Regions from separate parts of the Danio rerio genome. Here region 2 is linked to region 1. Evidence: chromatin contacts called from public Micro-C data. All regions are on one chromosome and are shown on one strand. The core of a region is the stretch at or near the end of the contact, and the rest is flanking DNA. Distances in the headings are between cores, read along the strand shown. Region 1 overlaps skila (SKI-like proto-oncogene a). Region 2 holds the start of skila (SKI-like proto-oncogene a).

Region 1 (3,724 bases), core at 842-3,341:
AGCAACAATCAAGAATGCATACTAATATGATGCAGAGGCTTTGAAATAAAAAAAAGAAAGTAAATGGGGCAAAAAGGTCACTAACACAATGGAAGGATATTAAATTTGCAGAGTGTATTGTTGAGTATTTGAACATTTGCGTCAAAATAAGATTGGTCACCAAAAATCATTCCATTTGCTGAAACACGGAGAAAACTGCGGGCAAATTAATACTCAAAATCAGCCCAGAGTACAGACAAATCTCCACTTCAGCAGCACTTACATACTCCAAACTTACTATTTTGCAGGTTTTTATGAAGGTATTTGTTCATACAAAATTAGCCTGATCATATGAAGCATTTGTTTTCTGGCTGTTCACAGAATTATGGAGTGAAAAATACACCCAACTAATGAGCTCAGGGGCTAAAGAAAACAAGCAAGAATACTAGATACTAGTACTTAATCCTTACATACTAGTATTTACCTATAAGATACTGTTGCATTAAAACAAACACTAGTTCTTATTTAATGAATGCTAGCACTCACTGATTAGGTACTTGTGTCTATAAAATAGATATTAGTTCTTACTTAAAATGTTATTAGCAAGATAATTCAATTTACTAGTCAATTTTTTTTACTGAACTCCACTGTGTCCAATAATGCTAATCAGAAAAGAGGAGTACCATAATAATTCAGAAGATCATGTATAATAAACAATAACTACTAGTTTCTAATAATAGGGACTAGTATGTAATGAGTATTAGCATCTAAATTCCAGCATCGAAAGGTATTAGCATTTAATAGCAAAGTACTGGTGTCTATTTAATAGTTACAAGTATCTAAAGCAAGAAAAACATGGAAAGCAAGAAATGAGTCAGCTGCCTTTGAGCATCAAGTTTGCTCAGAAGGACAGAATTAACTTTCTAAGTAACGGAGAAGTTCAATCATTTAAATCCGACGCACATTTTGTGAACTTCAAGTTAAGTGTTGTCTAGCTTTATTCCTAACATTTCTATTTAAATTGGGGATTTTTAATCGTTGATGCCTATTTTTATCAATATTACTATATAACATTTTTATTATTTAAAATAAAATTCAGCTAGTTCCAAAGGCAACATTTCTAATCTTTAAGTACTTCATTTAAACTATCAAAATAATTTCTAGCTGAAGTTGAAATTGACCATTTCCATAAATGTTATCATCAATAGTAACACGGAATTGATGATGTCTAAATATTAAAATGAAAATATTTTGTAACATTAAATGCACAGCTCAGAGATCACTTGCATCCAATATAGCATTAATGATGTGTTTGCAATGCATTAATTACAATACAAGTGCTTAATAAAGGCCTCTAACACAATTCTGTAAGAAATAACCTTAATAGGAAAACATGCAAATCTTATTTAGATTTTATTTTGATTTCAATTTGCTCTGTGTGCTAATATCAGCACGGATAAATTGGTACTATTAGGTATTATGATCTGATATAATGAATGCCAATTGACAATTGACAATAACAAACGTGGACGATTATCAGATTATAACACATCACTTCCCCTACAATCTGATAAGTGCAGATTCACTACATGCAATGGGCAACCCTCTGACACAGTGCTTCGACAAAGTGTCTGGTGCTGTCTGTCAGCAAGGTGTGAACTGCCCTTTATACTGTTTATTTGTTTTAAAACATTTGTAAGCCACTTGACCTAGTTGATGACTGAAACGCAGGAATCAGGCCCACTGTGCAAGTCATCCTGGCTCTCCGTTTCAATGTGCATGCGTATCTCTCTACAAATAACTGAATCACTCCCACACAGATGAGCCGTGCTGATACAAGCAGCATATTCCACTGGGTGCAGGGATAATTCACACTGGGTATAGTTTGTGTTGTTGTGGTTGTTGCATCACATCGTGATTTCGGGCATGCTCAGATATGCATTTACCTGTGCATTGTACTGTGCCTCCTGCTCTTTAGGCTGACAGGCGCAACTCTGCTGTTTGAGCTGCTCGAGCCGGTGCTCCAGCTGCCTCTGCTCCTGCCGCACCTCCCCCAGTCTCTGAGCATGCTCAGTGTGCACCGCCTCCAGCTCGTTCTGCAGCTCCAGCTGCTCCGCAGACAACTCCCTGAGCCGGGCCGCCTCGCCCCCGCGCACTGCCTCCAGCTCCTGCACACACAACATGACATGCGTCAAACTATCTGTGCCAGAGCTTACGGGTCTGCAGTGGACAAGTCCGGGCTCACGCTGTAACAAGTCCTTTCACTTTTCACATGACCAAAAAAAAAAGAGCTTTCATGATAATATATAAAAAGACAACTATGGCTCTGTTCCAACCTCATCAAACTGCCTATTAGACGAGTTGTTTTTAGAGATTATATGCATGCATCTGACGCAAAAATCACACCGCCTCTTCCAAGATAAAATCTAGGGCAGAATCGCATGTATCATTTTAAGGATGAGACAATCCCAGAAGCAATATGGCAAGCTTAATGAGCATTTTCATCCAAAATGGCAGCAAGAATTGTTGCATACATGCATTAAAAAAGGGTACAGATGAAAATTGATTGTTTTTCATTATTTGTGCTTATGAAGCTCAAGATTTTTACCATATGTAATTTCACATGTCAAATTATAAGCAGCAGAGATGCTTAAGGGTATTTTCTTTTTCAAACTCAAACGTGTCAAAGCAATTTATAAACCACTTACATAGATATGAATGAAATGTATTACAATTGACACATTGAATTAACATCAGTTTCATTGAACCTTTTTAAGCATTCATCAGCAAACATTGTGAGCAGATTAAGATGTGTACTATCAACAAAACAAAAAAAAAAAAACATAAATACTTGGGCTTGACAAATAACATGGTTTCCCCCACAGTCCAAAGACATGCACTATAGGTGAATTGAATAAGCTAATCTGGCCGTAGTGTACATGTGTAATTGTGAGTGTGTGGGTGTTTCCCAGTACTGGGTTGCAGCTGGAAGGTCATTTGCTGCATGAAAACATATGCTGGATAAATCAGCGGTTCATTCCGCTGTGGTGACCCCTGATGAATAAAGGGACTAAGCCGAAGGAAAATGAACTAATGACAAATAACAATTATTTCTACATTACTATTTGCATTATTGTTTACCACTCTGTTCCTGTAGTCACTTTAGTGTGTATGTTTCCCTGTATATTATATTTTTACTACATAACATAATATATATATATATATATATATATATATATATATATATATATATATATATATATATATATATATATATATATATCATAAAATCACAATTAGCCTTTTAAACAGCTTATTTGTAGGGCCCACACAAAATTTGTGCGTGCAGAAATCTGGAGATTATAGCCCATCGTTGAGTCTATTCATTTACTTGTGTTAATGTTAGGGATGCTCTGATCAGGAATTTTGCAGCTGATTTCGAGTAGCAATCCCTCGTCATTTTAATCAGCCAATACCAAGCACCGATTTTGATGCTTCAAGCTTTATATAACTTTGCCATTGCATAAGCACATTCTCCCTCTATGTATAAGAACTCACCTTACCTAAGAGAATAAATTAGGAATGTTGCGTACATGTAATGGTTAGAAGCAGCTTAACAAAAAATAACAGATAAAACAGATAGAAAAAAATGGTAAGAAAAATTACTGACATTGCAATTTGGAAACACTGAGCATGTGTTGTACCACTGTGGATCTATAACCTGGGTTGTAAACACGTAAACAAA
Region 2 (3,659 bases), core at 467-2,966, 43 kb after region 1:
ATGAAAAGGTAAAAAAGGCTTGTATTAAAATACAATTCTTACTAAATCAAACACAAATCAGAATGTGAAGCCACGTGAATGCGGATGAATGGAAAATGCTGCCAGAGCAATTAAAAGGCATCCAGAAGCGTTTTAGCGTTGGGCACAGTGCTAAACTAGACGACAGAAACATTTTCACCTCATCAGGATAATCTAATTTGAAAGCAATCGATCTAAGGCCAGTTTCTCGCTGGTTTAGTGCGCTGTTTTTCTCTACTGACAACATGCCGAATCCGTCAAGGCGGTAAATGAGTCAGTGCACTAATAACGTCGGTTTAACACAGATAACCAACAGCATCAGTAACTAACAGCGAGCAGCCATTTAGTCCTGTCCAACCACAGCAGGCTTGAAACAAAATGTATTAACGACACATAAACACCACTTCTGCCACGCAAGATTAAATGTATATATTATATTGTAAATAAAAAAGGATGTTTTCATCGTACAAGCAAAAGCCTGAACTGGCGGAATTTCCGAGCACGAATATGAAGGCAAAATGAAAGCTCAGCCTCAAATTCAGCGCATGCCAGTGGGGTTTCGGCAAAATCCATCAGAAAAACGCGTTTCATTTCAGAATCACAACATGCGTTTCTGTTCTACAAACGGAATGCATTCATTTTGGCGAAAATTAAAGGGCCACCAAAGCATAATAATCTCAAGTTCCTCGAAATAAACGCTTGGTTTTGCTTTAACGTTACCAGATTTGCGGGTCAACTCAAACAGACTGACCCTGACCGCAGACGTCGTTTCATTTCCTCATAAAATAACCAGTTTCCAGAAACACTGGCAAAACGCGGTCTATTTTTAACCCTGAATGACAGCGTCTCTCTTTTTACCCCCGCAAGGACACCGCGGCTCTGTCCCCGCCTCTACCCGTCTCTCCCCTCTCCTTCTCCGGGCACAGCTGCGCTGAGCACCCGCGGTGTGACAATCACCATCCCCGCAATCGGGAAAACCCTTCACATGAAAAGAAAACCTGATCACGGCTATTACACATTAAATATCCCAACACGACATCGAAAGCTTCTATTTTAAATCCATTCCCATGTCTTCATTCGGCAGTGAAACGTTTGCCAACCATTCAGCCAGTCTGACACCTGACCACCCCCTCAAAATACGTTAAACAGCGATATCCCCAAAACTGTTTTTGAAAAACAGAAATACAGACATTTGTATTAAACACAATATAGATCATATCTAAGATTTAAATCAATCACACAAATACTCCCAGCTCGATCACCAATATGACCAGGTTAAACACATAATATACACGTATATTATACCCTTTTAAATGGCACATCAAAACACACATCTCAAAAATTCACACGCCACCTATAAGCAAATTATTATTGCTCATTGACAGCACCAAAACCGGTTTAACATCTGAAAAACTGGCTCGTTCGCACAGACAGCTTTAGCAGTGCGGCTAGAATATTTAGACCCTTTAGCACGCGCTAACCGAGCTAACGCTACAAATCCCCGTTCAGAGACAGAAATAAACGTCACTTAACTATTACAAACCTTCAAAACGGTTTTAAAAAACACAGCGACAAACTGCTGATCCACCAGAGTAATGGACGCAGTGTATAGGCGAATCAGATGTGGGTTTTAAAGGGACTTGCCTCAGGATGAACGATCTGCTCTGCTGTCTCTCTCGGTCTCTCCTCTAGTCTGTCTGAGCGTCAACAACACGCGCACACACTCAAAGCCTTCAGACAGATCGCGCGTCACACACAGCGAGAGCGCGCACTGGCGGAGCGGATGATGTTGCGCGGGCGTGTCTATGTATGTGTGTCTGTCTGTCTGTCTGTCCTGTCTGTCTGCAGCGCGCCGCCAGATTCTCATGAACTTTGCAAGAATTTACAGGTTACAGTAAATGTAATGTAATGCATGTAGTACATGTTCAGTTGTCATCTGTGGTCTACTAGTAACTTGCGCTTGCACACATGACTAACCAAGGGACATTTCTTTAGAAATAAGGGAGTTTTGCTGTCTACTTAGGGACAGTCATAGTGGAGCATGCTGAATTTGAATCACTTTATGGTAAGAGAAAGGAGTAAATGGAAATTAAATAGTAACTTTAGCCACATCCCCATTCACGCTATGACTTAGCATGATTTTTGAGGAATAATGAATGGCAGCATGAGCTGAGGTCTGTCAATGTTTCACAGATAATGACTCATCTGAAATGGGCTGTTTAAATGAAATACATATCATGCAAAACATCACAGTTTTTGTACTTGGTAAAGACATAAAACATTATTCTGTTTTACAATTATAGTGTTGAGGGCGTAACACATTACAAGTAACGAGTTACGTAATAATATTACTTTTCTAAGTAATGAGTAATGCATATTTTTAAAAATTAAGTAATACTATTTGAGTGACTTTTTAGCTTAATTAATTAGCTTATAAAAACAAATGGCTGAAATAAAATAAATGTCAGATTGAATCCCACACTCAATGATAGAATGCAGGAAAAGACAGAAACCAACATGGCAGAGCCTTATATTTCTGCAATGGGAGTTTTCTTATTATTCTGAACGAATCACAGAAAAGGAAAACAGGATTATAGTCTCAATGGATAGTGATTTTACTTTATTAATAGCACAAAAAAGACAAAAGTAGTAGTCACATTGCATTAGACTTTCATTATTACCTGTATAGGCATATATCCTTGAGGGTCAGGAAGTTCTCAAAAGATAAGATTATCCTACATTATTATTTTATGATGTGTTTTTAAAAGGTAAATGAAGGTGTAGGTTATTTAGTGCGATGTTTATTGCAGAGCTGCTTTATTTTAAAAAAGAAGGAAAAAATCCTGCAAGATCTGAAACAGATCAAGTCTCAGCCAGGTCAGAAAAGGTAATGCAAAAGTAACTCAAAAGTAGCGTGACACATTACTTATTATAAAAAGTAACTTAGTAATGTAACTTACTTTTTTGAGGAGTAACTAAAAATTGTAATGCATTACTTTGAAAAATAACTTTCCCCAATAACAATTTACAGTTGAAGTCAGTATTCTAGCCCTCCTTTGAACTTTGTTTTCTTTTTAAAATATTTTACAAATTATGTTTAACAGATGTCTGGTAATATTTTTTTTTGTTCTGGAGAAAGTCTTACCTGTTATATTTAGGCTATTAATTCAGGAGGGCAAATAATTCTTACTTCAACTGTAGTTCAAAAGTTTTAGGAAATGGGTTTCAGAAAATCATGCTTTTTTCAGTAAATATTCAGCTTTGAATCACTGGCATAAATAGCATTTTAAACCTATTCTTAATTAAAATGATTTTCATTTATATTATTTCTAAACCAAAAAAAATGTATAAAATATGACAAAAATTGCGAAAAATGACTTACAGATTTTATTGTATTTATTTACAAAAAAATACCCATTTAGCTTTGTTTATTTTATTTCTATTTCAGTTTTAGCTTTAATTTCTGTTTACTTTCAATGTGTTTTGTTAAGTTGAAAAATTATTAGTTTTTTTTTTTACATTTTTAAGATATGTTTTTCTATATTTCCATTTTACTTGTAATTTTTATAATACATTGTGTATTGTGCTGTCATTGTTTCTTAAACTATTTATTCATTCATTCATTTTCTTTTTGGTTTAGT

What was found. Hi-C and Micro-C count contacts between places; a contact is called where the count stands out from the background.
Region 2: a Micro-C map of caudal fin shows a contact between it and region 1, with 7 times the contacts expected there. The contact joins the promoter of skila here to the enhancer-like site in region 1. A contact is called at or near these places in 3 of 18 Hi-C or Micro-C datasets (caudal fin, hematopoietic stem cells and skeletal muscle) and 2 of 4 datasets of contacts at active chromatin or transcription factors (caudal fin and embryo).

Annotation. Positions count from the first base shown.
Region 1 is chr2:40,282,255-40,285,978 of GRCz12tu, forward strand. It overlaps skila (SKI-like proto-oncogene a), which reads right to left. Exons shown (of 8, transcript XM_017351932.4): 7 at 1,926-2,147. Among named protein-coding and RNA genes, the nearest start is that of gpr160, 15 kb to the left of the region's middle. Within about 2 kb of position 2,092, at least 27 of the 62 cell types and tissues checked have an H3K27ac peak or open chromatin away from gene starts, as enhancers often do.
Region 2 is chr2:40,325,635-40,329,293 of GRCz12tu, forward strand. skila (SKI-like proto-oncogene a) reads right to left here and starts at 1,717. Exons shown (of 8, transcript XM_017351932.4): 1 at 1,663-1,717.